2 separate regions of the Callithrix jacchus genome follow, and region 1 is linked to region 2. A link is a contact called in public Hi-C data. All regions are on one chromosome and are shown on one strand. Each heading gives the region's core, a stretch centred on a gene start, on an enhancer-like site or on the middle of the called end of the contact. The rest is flanking DNA. Distances are from core to core; before and after follow the strand shown.

Region 1 (7,407 bases), core at 1,216-3,715, 280 kb before region 2:
GGTACATTCTAAATTGAAGAACATTTGGAGTCGAAGTTCACTACCTGTTGTTTTCTTAACCCTTTAATCCTTCATGCTACCTCCCTATTAGACGCTAGACTGTCAGAGGACATAAAAAAGACCTGGGGAGCTTTGCTTATCACTTATGTTATTGAATACTACCAGAAATAAATTCTATTCCTCAAGCTAAATTACACAAGTCAAGCCCTGTGAGGAAAAAGAATGTGATCAAAATCCCTGCTCTCTCTGGAGGAAGTATAGTAGAAAATTGATGAGTCAGACAACCTGAATTCAAGTTCCAGCTTTGATGCTTCTTAGCTGTGTGATGTTGGGCATGTTACATAACCTCTCTCTGCATCTCATTGTCCTCATGTGTCCCATGTGGATGACAATAAAACCTGTCTCATCAGGTAGCTGTGAGGAAAAGAGATGATGTTCACATCATGTGGATGACAATAAAACCTGTCTCATCAGGTAGCTGTGAGGAAAAGAGATGATGTTCACATAGTGCTTTGCCCAATTCATGACTCAACTAGGGTTCAATATATGATGATAATAAGGATGATGATGAAAGCCAATAAGAAGGCTAAATATTGTTGAAGATTGTGTCATGGAACCTCTGTAATAGGATATAGAACGCCTCCTCTTTTCACATGAACTGCTAATACTCTCTGTGAAGAATGATGATTTTTAGGCAGAGGGGTGAAATATATCCCTTTAGTCAAGTTCTGCCAACACAGCAGCTGCTCACATAAGTCCCTTGAGTAGTATGCTGTTGTCTTTTCTCAGACAGATCCCTCATTGAGTTTGGGGGAATTTGGGTTGGCTGGGCAATAGCAATGTGAGCTATGTAGCTAGTCTTTCATTCTCACCTCACCTTGGGCTAGACACAGAGCCCAGTTTATCAAATCGCCTGGTGTACAGATCTCTTGCCTAAGTGAGGTGCAGCTGGACTTCATATTTCTGTGCATTTGACTTACAGGATGTGTGTTATTCACCAAGACAGAAGTTTGTACTTGGACCTTCTCATGGGTGAGGTCACTTTGCTGTTATTAGCCAAATACCGCCTTCTCCAAATGTCTGATATTTTCTTGGCTATAGTGTTCAGTTCCCAGAGCAAAATGTTTTAGACTAAGAAGTACTGCTTGTGTAATGATGCAAACCTATTCTGGAAATTTGTTCCAGTGGTTGTATTTTCTTCTTGGTTTTGAGCAATGATATTTGTATTTTCACTGATATTTTCCTTGTGAAGAAGTAATAGATTTCTTAGATTTTGCATGGTCTGATTTTACAACGTCAGGGGTGCAGCTGAGGCTTGGTCTCTAGCAAATGTTAGGAGAGCCAAATTTGGACTGTTTAGAGTCTACATTGGCATTAACTGGCTGGCAACTTGAAATGAGACAAAAATGAATGATTTGCACAATGCCTGTCCTCGCTAGCTTGGTATTTCTCAAAAATTTCTTTTCGTGATCACTCCCCCAAGGAGCTTTTTGAACATTTTTTTCCTAAGTGTCTCCTCTCACCATGAAATTTTAATATTGCAGATACACTGTGTATCTGTTTATGTACTATTATCTATATCTGTGTGTTCGTGTTTTTTTCTTTTTTTTTGATACAGAGTCTCGCTCCGTCATTCAGGCTGGAGTGCAGTGGTGCGATCTCGGCTCACTGCAACCTCTGCCTCCTGGGTTCAGGCGATACTCCTGCCTCAGCCTCCTGAGTAGCGGGGATTACAAGTGTGCAACACCACGCCTGGCTAATTTTTGTATTTTTAGTAGAGACAGGGTTTCACGACATTGGTCAGGCTGGTCTTGAACTCCTGACCTCATGATCTGCCTGTCTCAGCCTCCCAAAGTGCTGGGATTACAGACGTGTGCCACCATGCCCAGCCCTTTGTGTTTGATATATAAAATAATAGAATTCTAGCTACCCCTGAACCAACTTTGCCCTTTTACTAATGATCCTCACCAACTGACTGAAACATCTCATGCCTGAAAAAAACACAATTTACTGTGGGGTAATCCACTGACAATTACTATTTATAGCTGGAGAAACTGAGTCATGAATGATTTTCTAAGAACTCGATATAATATTTATAACAGCGTTCATTACTCTACAAATATTTATGAAAGAACACAGAAGAATTTTTTGAAAACATTACAGTTGCTTTTCTCAGGAAATGAAGTCAAAGTTTTATAATTATAACCTTTTTGTCCATCTTGTTACTGCTTCTCATGTTGTGTGCTAACATTGGTTGAGATCTGAAAAAACACAGGACAAATATCTCCTGCGCGTGCCCTTTTTCATTCCTATGGTCACATTCCTGATGAAAGCCCCAGTCACTTCATATCTGACTGTTTTCCCTATCTCTGGACTCAAATTCACAAATGCAATTGCCCTCAAGGGCCAGGGAGGCCACAGAAATTAATGAAGGCGACCAGAAGTAAGAAAACAACACCCTCCCCACACAGGCAGGGCTGACTGGCAGCTTGCACATGACCTTGGTGTTAGGAAGACAAGAGAGGGTACATGGAACTTGGGAATGGAAAATATGTCATCCATCTGAAGGCGGCAGCAGCTACTCAATTCTTGCAGCCTTACTGTCACAGGGAAATGACAGCCCAAGATTGTCTGATCATTTTACTGTTTTACAGCAAAGCCAGAAATCTAATATTTCATGGGATTATTAAGTACTGACCAACAGTCTCTATGACAAATAAAACAGGTCTGTGAGCTGGGTTGGGCCCCTTAAGACTACGTTTTGAGCATAGTTCCGGATACTTCCTTCTTGTTCCAACCCAATGTATCTTAAACACTATTTTAAACAATTTCACCCTCTCAAAGTGTAACTCACATCATGTTCCTCTCCTGCTTGAAAGCTTTCAATAGCCTCCCACTGCCTACCAAGTCAATTCTAAACTCGTGAGCCAGGCATTTAAAGCCATCTGCCACTTTATGTAATATCTTCCCTTCACTTATGTGAACATCAACTTTTTCTCCTTTCCTTGCTTTGTAATTTTCTGCTTCAGTCCTTTGACTAAGGTGAGTTCCTCTGCCTGAAACCTTCATGTTTAAATCTTACCAGTCTTTCAAGGTCCAGCTTAGATGTCTCCTTTCCAAGAAGCCTTCCTTGATATGTCTGATAAGAGGTTATTCTTTCTCTAACTTCAATAACATTATTTTTGATAAAGTACTTGGAACACTCTGCTCAGAGTAAGTGTGCTAGAACGAGATGGCTCGGAAGGAGTGGCTCCTTACTCTTCGCCTTTCACTTCCCATCTCTGACTCTGTCCTGTGTCGTAAGGGAACAGTATCTTCATTTACTTTTTTCTCTGGCATTTTTCACTTTTCATTGAGTAATACAGTTGTTTGTATTGAGGTCCCCTATCCTCTACTAGGTAATATTTTCAAGCAGAGATCTTTTTTCTTTCTTTTTAAGACAGGGTCTTGCTCTGTCACCCAGGCTGGGGTGTCATGTGCTGATCATGACTCACTGCAGCTTTAACCTCTCAGGCTCAAGCCATCCTCCTACCTCAGCCTTCCAAGTAGCTGGGACTACAGGCTTAAGCCAGCATTCCCAGCTAATTAAAAAAAAACAACTATTTTTGTAGGGATGGGGGTCTCCCTATGTTGGTCAGGCTGGTCTCAAACTCCTGAGCTCAAGTGATCCTCCCACCCGAGCCTTCCAAAGTGCTGGGATTACAGACATGAGCCACTCTTCCCAGCCTGGGATCATTTCTTATATAACCTTGATTCCCCACAGTGGCAAGTACTTAAGAAATATTTGTAAAATGATCATTTGCAACTCTATTGCTTGCTTCATTCACCAGGTCATTCCTTCCCACATGCCCCTAAAGTTCCAAATCTATGAATGTGTTACTTGAAGGGGACCAAATTGAGAGAAGGCAAACATACTTTGGGAAGGGTAATGTATGAGGAATGATCAGGCTTCTCATGCATTTGCATCATTTGCCTACCCTCTTTGGCCCAAATGTTGAGCCTTTTAAGCATTTTAAAAGGTTGACCAATGAAGATTTAATACGGTCTATTGACCCTCGTTTTAGCATGCTGTTCAACATCTGCCAGTTTTTAGATTTTATTTTATTTATTTATTTATATCTTTGAGGTGGAGTTTCGCTTTTGTTACCCAGGCTGGAGTGCAATGGCGTGATCTCAGCTCACCACAACCTCCGCCTCCTGGGTTCAGGCAATTCTTCTGCCTCAGCCTCCGAAGTAGCTGGGATTACAGGCATGTGCCACCATGCCCAGCTAATTTTTGTATCTTTAGTAGAGACGGGGTTTCACCATGTTGACCAGGATGGTCTCCATCTCTGACCTCGTGATCCACCCACCTCGGCCTCCCAAAGTGCTGGGATTATAGGCTTGAGCCACCGCGCCCAGCCTCATCTGCCAGTTTTTAAAAACTGGTCTGACATTCCCGAAGGAAAAAGCAATGAGCAATTCCTAGGTTAACTAATTTAAATAAAGGAATTTGATTTCTCTTTTGCCTTTCTGGGCTCCTGGGTACAGGCCAGTATACTTGGAAGTGGCCACAAGAGGGGAGTGTGAACCACAGTCATCCTTAAATGAATGAGACCAAGGAGTCATTATTTCTCCAGCTGAATGAAGAAAGCTTCATCCGAAACAATAGTCAACTGAATGATCATTCTCTTTCCAGCTAAGGATCAAAGACTGAATGTGGATCTGCCCTTTCTGTGCTCACAGAGACTGTAACCTTCACCTCTCAGGTATCCAATCAGACCATAACCCTGACTGGAAGAAATACTTACGGAGGAGGGCCTGAAGGATGTGCAGTTCCCTTCCCTCAATTTCTCTCATGTTATTTTACCTTTGCATGAAACCAGAGCCCTGAGAGAACTCTGTTCCTGGATAAACCTTGCTTTGGGTCCTGTAAAATTATTTCTACTGAATTGTGATTTGACCTCCCTCAGTCTTTGTACTGAGGGATGCTTTAAGAAGCAGCTGTTTAAAATGTGTTATTAGGCTGGGCACAATGTCTCATGCCTGTAATTCCAGCATTTTGGGAGGCTGAGGAGGGTGGATCACCTGAGGTCAGGAGTTTGAGACCAGCCTGGACAACTAGGTGAAACCCTGTCTCTACTGAAAATACAAAAATTAACCGGATGTGGTGGTGAGAACCTGTAATCCCAGCTACTCAGGAGACTGAGGCAGGAGAATCGCTTGAACCTAGGGGACGGAGGTTGCAGTGAGCCGAGATCATGCCAATTCACTCCAGCCTGGGTGAAAGAGTGACTCTGTCTCAAAAAAAAATTAAATTAAAAATTAAATATGTGAGTATATCAACATAAAAATGCTGTCCACAAATTCATACAATGTTCTGTTTTTGTTTGTTTGTTTGTTTTTTTGTTTATTTTTTTGAGACGGAGTTTTGCTCTTATTACCCAGACTGGAGTGCAATGATCTCGGCTCACCACAACCTTTGCCTCCTGAGTTCAAGCAATTCTCCTGCCTCAGCCTCCCAAGTAGCTGGGACTACAGGCGTGCACCACCATGCCCATCTAATTTTTTGTATTTTTAGTAGAGACGGGGTTTCACCATGTTGACCAGCTCTAGACCTCATGATCCATCCACCTTGGCCTCCCAAAGTGCTGGGATTATAGGCTTGAGCCACTGTGCCCAGCCTACAATGTTCTGTTTTTAAGGACCCAGGGGAGAAATTTTGAAGACTCATGGGAGAAATTTTGCTTAAAACTCAGAATGCAGGAAGAGCTGTTTGTCTTGATGTATTAACTCGTAAATATTTTAACTTATGCTTTTCTCTTGCCCTTGACTGCTGGGAGGCTTCATTTATTCAACCAGTATGTACAGAGTGTCCGTATGTATCAGGCTCTGCTGGCTGCTAGAGTTATGATGGAAAGCAAAAGGAGAAGGATTTCTGTCCTCACAAAGCTTCCAGTTTAGGGGAAGTGATAGATATTTATTTATTACTCAGATAAATGCACAAACTGAAAAGTGCTATGAAGGGAAGGCCCTTGCTATGAGAACATAGCAAGACAGGATTCATTTGAAGAAGTCCCCTTTGGGCCCCAGGATGCGTGGAAGTTTCCTAAGGAAAAGGAGGTGGGGTGCTGGCATTCCTGACCTGAAGGGTAACAACCTTCTGGGGAAGGAACACCATACATTCTGGCAACTGGAAGAATTCTAGGGGGCCGAAGTTTACTTTATGCGGATGGGGAAGGTATGGAGCAAGGTTTGAGGGAGGAGTCAAGTTTTGGTGCCCTGTATGTTTTTCTGCTTGTTAATCTTTTTTGTTTAACTTTTATTTTAGGTTCGAGGGTCTGTGTGCAGGTTTGTTTTATAGGTAAACTTGTGTCATGGGGGTTTGGTGTACAGATTATTTCATTACTCAGGGGCTAGTACTCACTAGTACCCACTAGTATGTTTCCTGATCCTCTCCTTCCTCCCACCCTCCACCTTCTAGTAGGCCCCAGTGTCTGTTGTTCCCTACTTTGCGTCCATAAGTTCTCATCATTTAGATCCCACTTATAAGTGAGAACATGCAGTATTAGTTTGCTAAGGATAATGGACTTTGGCTCCATTCATGTTCCCATAAAAGACAGGATCTCACTCTTTTTGTGGCTTCATAGTATTCCATACTGAACACCGTGGTGTATATGTACCACATTTAAAAAAATTCTATCTGTCCCTGATGTGTATTTGGGTTGATTCCATGTCTTTGCTCTTGTGAATAGCACTGCAATGAACATATGTACGTATGTGTCTTTATGGTACAATGATTTCCATTCCTTTGGGTATATACCCAGTAATGGGATTGCTGAGTCAAATGGCAGTTCTGTTTCTATATGCATGCTAATCTTACCCAGGCTTTGGTTTTACCCTGTATCCCTTGATACGGTGTCCTTTCATAAGAAACATACTTTGTGGAATAAGATGGAATAAATAAAAAGTTATTCAAATTTGCATTATAAGCATCCTCCATCTTGAATTAAATAAAACAGATTTCATACCATACCACCTCTGCCAAGTCTCACTTACATCCATGTGTTCTCACTCTTGGACACAGGTGTACTGTCCCACTCTGGGTGAGCCTGTGGACTTGAGAACATAGACTGGCTTTGCTCTGCTGGCATCTGAAGGCTCAAGGTATTTTTCCTTCACAGCACATCAGGATCCAGAGTTATAAAGTACTTGCTAGAAGAGGGATTCATTAAAAAATTAGAAATTACAGTTCTGCCTTCTGGTCCTATAAAAAATTACATCCAGGTCCCTCTGAAAAACACTCCAGGAATAAACAGGCCAAGTGAATAATAAGGCAGTATTTTATAGTTGCTTTTCTGATCAGAAACCTTCATCCTGCTGGCTTTGCTGAGGATTAGAATGTGTTGGTAAAATGTTGCTAGAGGA
Region 2 (7,486 bases), core at 1,915-4,414:
AGAGAGAGAAAAAAATGGCAGAAATACCATTGGAAGCAGGGATGAAACTGTGAAAGAGGCAGATGGTGTTGATATCAGCCTTGTAGAGGGCAGCAACGATATCATGGGTAGTACCAATTTTAAGAAACTCCCTGGAAGAGAAGGAAACAGAGTGGATGCTGGAAGCCAAAATGCTCACCAAGGGAAAGTGGAATTTCATTACCCTCCTGCGCCCTCAAAAGAGAAGAGAAAAGAAGGCAGTAGTGATGCAACTGAAAGTACCAATTATAATGAAATTCCTAAAAATGGCAAAGACGGTGCCAGAAAGGGTGTAGATCATTCTAATAGGAACCAAGCAACCTTAAATGAAAAACAAAGGTTTCCTAGTAAGGGCAAAAGTCAGGACCTGCCCATTTCTTCTCGTGGTCTTGATAATGAAATTAAAACCAAAATGAATTCCCTTAATGGCCCCAGTAATGAGAATATCAGCAGAAAATATCATTATGTACCCCATAGGCAAAATAATTCACTGGGGAATAAAGGCACACCACAAGGGAAAGACTCCTGGGGTAGACAACCCCATTCCAACAGGAGGTTTAGTTCCCCTAGAAGAGACAAGAGTAGTGATTCATCTGACAGTGGCAGTTCAAGTGAGAGCGATGGTGACTAGTCCACCAGGAGTTCCCAACAGGGTGATGCTCTGAAGACCTCGCCACCAGTGAGTTGACATAGAGGAGAGCTACCTGACAGCTGAGCAGATGAAGAGAGGACAGAGTGAAGAACTGAGTGAGCCAAGAATCCTTGTTTCCTTGGGGGAATTTTTGCTATTTTAATAGTCACGACATAAAATTCTATTAAAGTTATAACGTTTTTAAGAAGAAACTTACGGATTTATGAAATAGGTAACATTTGAGTAGATGTCATTTAAAAATAATTTGTGAATGTCACAAATGCCTTCATGTTGTTTACTCTGTAGACATAAAAATAAACAATATCTCTCTACGATAATTTGTATTAAGCGATCTATAAGAAACTCTGTTGTCTGTGGTGCTTCATTTCAGAGGCAACCAGCTTACTTCTGCCTCCAGCAAGGGAAATGCCTATGAAATTGATCCGCTGGAGAAATCTCAGATGTGCTCCTCCACCCTCTCTGCTTGTGCCAGCCATTCCTTTTCCCTCTGACCTCCCTCTTTGCTGATAAAGATCTTCATATCTTCTTACACTCTTTCCTCTGTTGCACACACTGCACATATCCTAAGGCAAATATCAGCTCCTGAAACAAATATCCATATTATCATTTTTCTTGGTTCTACCTCCTTGCAGACAAAAAGGATAGTAGGGTAGAGGGAGGGCAAGAGGGAAAATTTGAGGAGAAACACAAATGCAAAGCCAATACGAAAACTTTGTTGGGGAAATATCATTCATTGTCTGATCCCAAATCATTTCCACACTCTTTCTTTCTCTTGTCTTTCAGTGTAGATGCTTTTCCAGCTAATAATGGCTTTGTGACACTGTTCTGGAAACTAGACCCAAGTCTCCTCCGTTAGGCAGGAGGGAAGAGCTCTGGAAGGCTTTTTCCCCTCCTGATAAGAGAACTTATGTCGCTGGTATACCTTTCTCTTTCTTGACCTTTCCTTGGCTTGACGTGAACCTGATGACTGGTGGAGCAGCCATACTGTGGCCATGAAGGAAAAGACAAAATAATCACGGAGGAACCACTGAACCAGCAGCTCCATCATCAGCCTCCTGCCTCCAGAATCTTTGTCCTGTGAGAGAAAAAAAAAATGATGTTTTTAAGCCATTGTTTGCAATTTTTGTTGCTGTTGTTATTGGCAGCTGAATTGAATTTTTAATTGATGTGCCTTTCCATTCTTACATTTCCTCCAAATTAGGAAGGCCAAGAGAAGAAAAGAGAGAGGTAGAGAATAGAGAAAGAAAAGTGCACACAATTCCTCTGTAATATGTAAGTTCCCAGACAACAGAAATCACGACTGAGACAGTCTGTACAGCACCTAGATTATTAAGTTGAATAATGTATGTAACAAAAGTCAAGTCAATATCAATATATTACGGCACCTTCAAAAAATCTAAACTCCCACATTGGGTAGATAGAGGGTGCTTCATTTACTAAATGAATGTGGTAATATAAGCTACTGAATAAATCAGACTCTCAATATACACAAATAATAATGGTTAACATAGTTACCATGAGCCGTGCTCTGTTAAGTCCTTTAATCTGCACAGCTCCTCTATAATGTGGGTACCGTTATTACCCCCCATTTTGCAGATGAAGATACAGACATAGGTCTGTAAGTATCTGCTAGCAAGCTAGGATTTACACCCCAGGAGTCTGGTTCCAGAGTCTTTGCTCTTAAACAATCACTAAATTGCCATATATTTCAAAGATAAATATACATAATATACACATACATATATGACTGTGTGTATATACATATACACACACGTTTACATAGAGTATGTGTATATTCATCCACATATATGAATATGTGTGAGTATATGTGTGTTCATGAGTGCACCCACACACAGAGGGAGAGAAACTTGAAAGAATGCAAAATAGAACCTAAAAACAAGGAATATCTTTTTTCCTTCATTTGTTCCCCATCTTCTGGAGATAACAGATCAGAATCGGGGGAAGGACTTAACATATCACCCAATGCTACCATCAGAATTCCAGAGTAAACTATTCCTAGTACTTTGCTTTTAAAAAAATAAAAGACAATTTGGGCAAAACAAAACAAAACTGGAAGCAATTAATGAAGTAAAAAAAATCTATCAGAATTTAAATTGCAGATTAATAAATTAAAATCAACCTGCTACTTATATTTGAGATTTATATCAGACTTTAACATGTGAAAGTTTGATCACAGAAAAACACCTGGTTTGGTAAAAGAAAAATATGAACTGATGGAGAAAAACAAATGCTTTCTTTGGGTAAATACAGGGGGACCCTTCCAAAAGTCACTTGTCCTAGTCTGCTATCTAGTGGAGAAACTGCATATTTCAATTCTCTGGTCCGATTTTGTTTCCTCTCTCCAAGCTTTAGGGTTCATGGATATTTCTTCAAAACACTGAAAATGTTCATATTTTTTTCATCCAGTTAAGATAAACTAGAAGTGTGTCAGTATCCATGATGCATTGCTATCTGATGCAGACGTGGAGGAATTCGTCCAAACACGAAGGATCAGAGATCCACAAAGACAGCCAGCAGTCAGGAGTGAGGCCATGCCTTTTCCAAAGCCATGTGTTAGCCTTCAAAGCTGCACTAATCTCAGTTAAAACGCGCGCGCGCGCGCACACACACACACACACACACACACACACACAGATTTCTGTTTCCGAAATTGGGCAAAGAATTTCAGCCTCACGTAGCTGCCTTATAAGGGATGATGGACATTGACCTAGCCTGCCACCTTGTGCTCAAAACGTAAAGGTCACTGTACCAGTCCTGGGAGCAGGCTCCAGTTCCGTCATTTATTTGCAGCCCTGGTACTCCCTCCAAAGTCACCTTCCTGGACCTCTCTGCCTGTAAATATTTACCTTGATTTTAGAATACTAATTAATCTGTTCTTGGCAAGTCCAGCAGTCAGGATAATGTGTCTGACTTTGTCTGAAATAACATTTAGCTCAGTAGAAAAATATTTATTGAACGACCATCTTTTACAAAATTTTTCGGAGATCAAAAGAAGAAGAGATGATCTTGGTCCTTATCAAGACTATAAGGAAGTAAAGAGAAAGTCATACAAAAGATACAAGGAGGAATGTATTAAATAATAGAAATATAAGTAAAGCGAGACAGGAGTTCTGAGGAGATCAACTCTAACTGAAGGGAAGAACCAGGAGATAGTAAAATCTATTTTCCTTAACATATTGCACATGTAGAGAGGCTGCAGACAGTAAGTCTCACAGGTAAATAAGAGCTTAGCAGTGGGCAACCTTAAGTGATCCCATGTGTAGTTCAGAGCTTAAGATAGGTCTCCCCAACCAGAGGATGGGGAAGGAGTTGTGAGCAAGGTCAGGGGAGCTGGAAGGAAGAAGACCAGCCAGGAGGAAATCACTCAGCAGGCTTTCTCTGTCTGTGGTCTAGAACAAACATTTTGTTGTCTCCTCACTCTGTCTTTAGGGCCTGCCTTGAACTAAGTAGGAGCTCAAGACAGCATAAATTTCAAAGACATTATGATGCTTTTACAGAAGTCCACCTTTCAAAAACAACTTCTCTATGAGAAGGTAAACTCTGCTAGTCAAGAGAATGATCCTTCCATTCATAGGCATTAAAATATGATATTAGATGACCCAAAGGAAAAGGAGAAGAAATAGATGAGTCTGGATGAAAATCAGGAAGAAAGCAATTGGGGCTGAAAGAGAAAGGGGCAGAAAAATGGTTAGAAAAAACTTAATGAGGAAATCTGGAAAGAAAGCAGAACAAAACTCCAATACAATCCTACGTCCAGAAATCCAAATGAGCATAATGTCAAAAACGATGAGTGGACGCACACAAAAACTGCAAGGAAATCTACCTGAAGCTGTGGTTTAGACTTTCGAGAATAAGAACCAGAAGAGCTGTTTCATTAAAGGAACAATACTTCATCAATTTATGGGCATGCATTAGTGTAACAGAGACACTCCCTGTTAAGTGACTCTTGCTGGATTTGAATTTTAAGCAGATTTTTACAACTCTTAGGTTAACACATTAATAATATAAGTCAAATAATTTTAAATAATTTTTACTTAAAACAACAGCCTGAGAAGATAGAAGTATTAGGTTGGTGCAAGGTAATTGCCATTACTTTTAATGGCAAAAACAGCAATTACTTTTGCACCAACATAATATTATGTGAAGAAAGCAAGTTGTCTATTTAGCAAAGAGGTAGTTCTGAGCAGGCCAGCTGGGGCATATCTTAGAAACACTGCATTAATAAGTGAATGGAGTAATATTTGTGATATAAGCCATGAATGGGGTCTAGGAATTTCCATTTTTAACAGGTCCCTCAAATGATTTTAATGCAAGCCAAAGTTTGAAATCACTAATATGGATGTCTTTCCCAGTGACCTTCGAATCAGTCACCTGGGTCTCTCACAAATTTATGGCTAGGCCAGACCTTCCCCTGTATTAACCTGGCATTACAGGAATGTTTCCATCTATGATGAAAAATAGCTTATCCTTGTGTATTATCTCATATCAACAAGTAACAAAAATGTCATCTAAAGTGAATGTACAAGGCCGGGTGTGGTGGCACACACCTGTAATCTCAGCACTTTAGGAGGCTGAGGTGGGGCAAATCATCTGAGGTCAGAAATTCGAGACCAGCCTGGGCAACATGGTAAAACCCCGTGCCTACTAAAAATACAAAAATTAGCCAGGCCTGGTGGCACAAACCTATAATGCCAGCTACTCAGGGGGCTGAGGCAGGAGAATCACTTGAACCTGGAAGACGAAGGCTGCAGTAAGCCGAGATTGTGCCACTGCACTCCAGACTGGATGACAGAGCAAGACTCTGTTTCAAAAAAATAAATAAATTTTTAATTAGTTAATTAATTAATTAATTAAATGAATGTACAAGATGGACCTTTACACAGTCTCTTGCAAAACAGAAACTATTCACAGCCTGTATATGTGACTTCCCCAACTCACTACTCTGTGGAAAATAATCTGGTGATTGTAGAGCCATAATGTGCCCTCGGTCATGTACAAATCAGTCATCTTAACAGGATATGATCGCAGCTGTTCAAGGTTTACATGTCTCTGCAAAAGACAGAACAGAAAGTGTGCCAAGAAAACAAAGAAGGAACAGAAGGGGCAAAAGTTGAAAGTGCAAGGATGCAAAAGTCACGATATGCTGACTTGAGACCGAGCTTGCTGCCCCATGTTGCGCAAAAGTGTGAGTTCTGGAAGAGCATTCCCGTTAATAGAATCTTTAATTAGTAGAATTTTAAAGCAGTGATCCATGAATTTGTAGTGTTCTTCTACAAAACCTGCCTCTGTCCTGGTGGAGTGTTGGTGCTCTGTCTTCCACATAGATCCCGCTGATGAAAGACCCTTCCAGGGAAGGGCCCCTCAGTTGCACCATCATGTTATTCATCATGGCTGGATGAATAAAGAAGGGATGTACAAGTAGGAAAGCCCCCCAACATCTGAGCCTACCTGTAGCCAATAGAAACGAGTCTCCAACCCGGTCTTTTGGCTTCCTTATTTCAGCTTACTCTGGCCTGTTCATCTAACACCTACTAAAAGCATGTGACAGTAAGCTTTGAATCAATTCACATGTATTCTGCTCTCAAAATAATGTTTATAGTTTTCTGATTATGATAGAAATGAAAAACCCAGTGTACAAAATTACAAAAAAAGAAAATATCAAGAAAAAAATTACCTGCACACAATGTGTCCCAGGGCAGTTTGAACTTTCATCACTTCTCCTTCCAGTTCTTTTTCAAACTATATACTGACCTATATTCTAAGAAAACGTTATATTCTTTTAGTGTCCTTTTCTCTTAATGTGCTCTTTTATCACGTTACCAAATATTTTCCAATTTTATTACATACATTTACCACAATTTGTTCAGTCCACTATTGAAGGCTATATAGCATTTTCCCAATTTTTCTATTGTAAATTCATGTTTTTTCAACTTTACCAATGTATGATTGAAAAATAAAAATTGTATATGGTGCTTAATTATTCTTTTTAAATGGCTGTATAAAATTACTGCTTGGATTTCCTGTCATTTATTTAGCCATATCCTTATTGATAAGCATTTAAATCATTTTTAGCTAATCACTATTCAAACAGTGTTACAATAAACATCACTGATCATATATCTTTGCGTAAAAGGGTAGGGTAAATTTCTAGCATTACCCAGACTATTTTAAATATGAGATACAAAAATGCATTACCAAAGTACATACACCTGAAACCAGGTTCTTAGGGCAATTAGGTGAATATTGCACATTACATAAATTTGCCTCTGTGACACTTCCACCTGCACACAATGTGTCCCAGGGCAGTTAATTCCAAACACTGGTCACAGACTGGGTCCAGTGGAGTCATCTGAAGATTGATCTTTATAATAAAGCACAACCTCTGGAGCTCCTTCTCCAAAGATTCCGGTTCTTTAGTGGGTCCTAGGAATCTGCATTTTAGGAAACTTCCAGGTGACACTAATGCACAGCCAGGTTTGAGCATCACTGCCCTAAGAACCTGCACTGAGCTTTTAAAATGGAAAACCAGAAAACAGTCACTAGATGGCAACCTCGCTCACTTTGTGAAAAGCATTTTGAAACAAAGCAAAGAGAGTTTTTAACTTTCATTCACAAATTTGGAAATGTCTCCCTAAAGGAATTTTTTTTAAACATACAATCAGATGCCTCCCTTTTATAATGACCATATCCTATTATTTTTAAACTCCATAATCAAAAACAAGGGCTCTTTTGTTTGAATAGTAACAGCCCCCTCTGGAAACTTTTAATCTAGTTTTTGTTTGCACACATCTCCCC

What was found. A called contact is a pair of places that touch in the nucleus more often than the background predicts.
Region 1: a contact with region 2 is called in a Hi-C map of induced pluripotent stem cells, with 4 times the contacts expected there. The contact joins two enhancer-like sites. A contact is called at or near these places in 2 of 3 Hi-C or Micro-C datasets (induced pluripotent stem cells and skeletal muscle).

The regions. Positions count from the first base shown.
Region 1 is chr3:110,051,364-110,058,770 of calJac240_pri, reverse strand. No RefSeq gene overlaps it. Among named protein-coding and RNA genes, the nearest start is that of SPARCL1, 11 kb to the left of the region's middle. Within about 2 kb of position 2,465, at least 3 of the 16 cell types and tissues checked have an H3K27ac peak or open chromatin away from gene starts, as enhancers often do.
Region 2 is chr3:109,773,394-109,780,879 of calJac240_pri, reverse strand. It overlaps MEPE (matrix extracellular phosphoglycoprotein), which reads left to right. Exons shown (of 4, transcript XM_008993005.5): 4 at 1-987. The coding sequence ends at 649. Among named protein-coding and RNA genes, the nearest start is that of MEPE, 17 kb to the left of the region's middle. Within about 2 kb of position 3,164, at least 3 of the 16 cell types and tissues checked have an H3K27ac peak or open chromatin away from gene starts, as enhancers often do.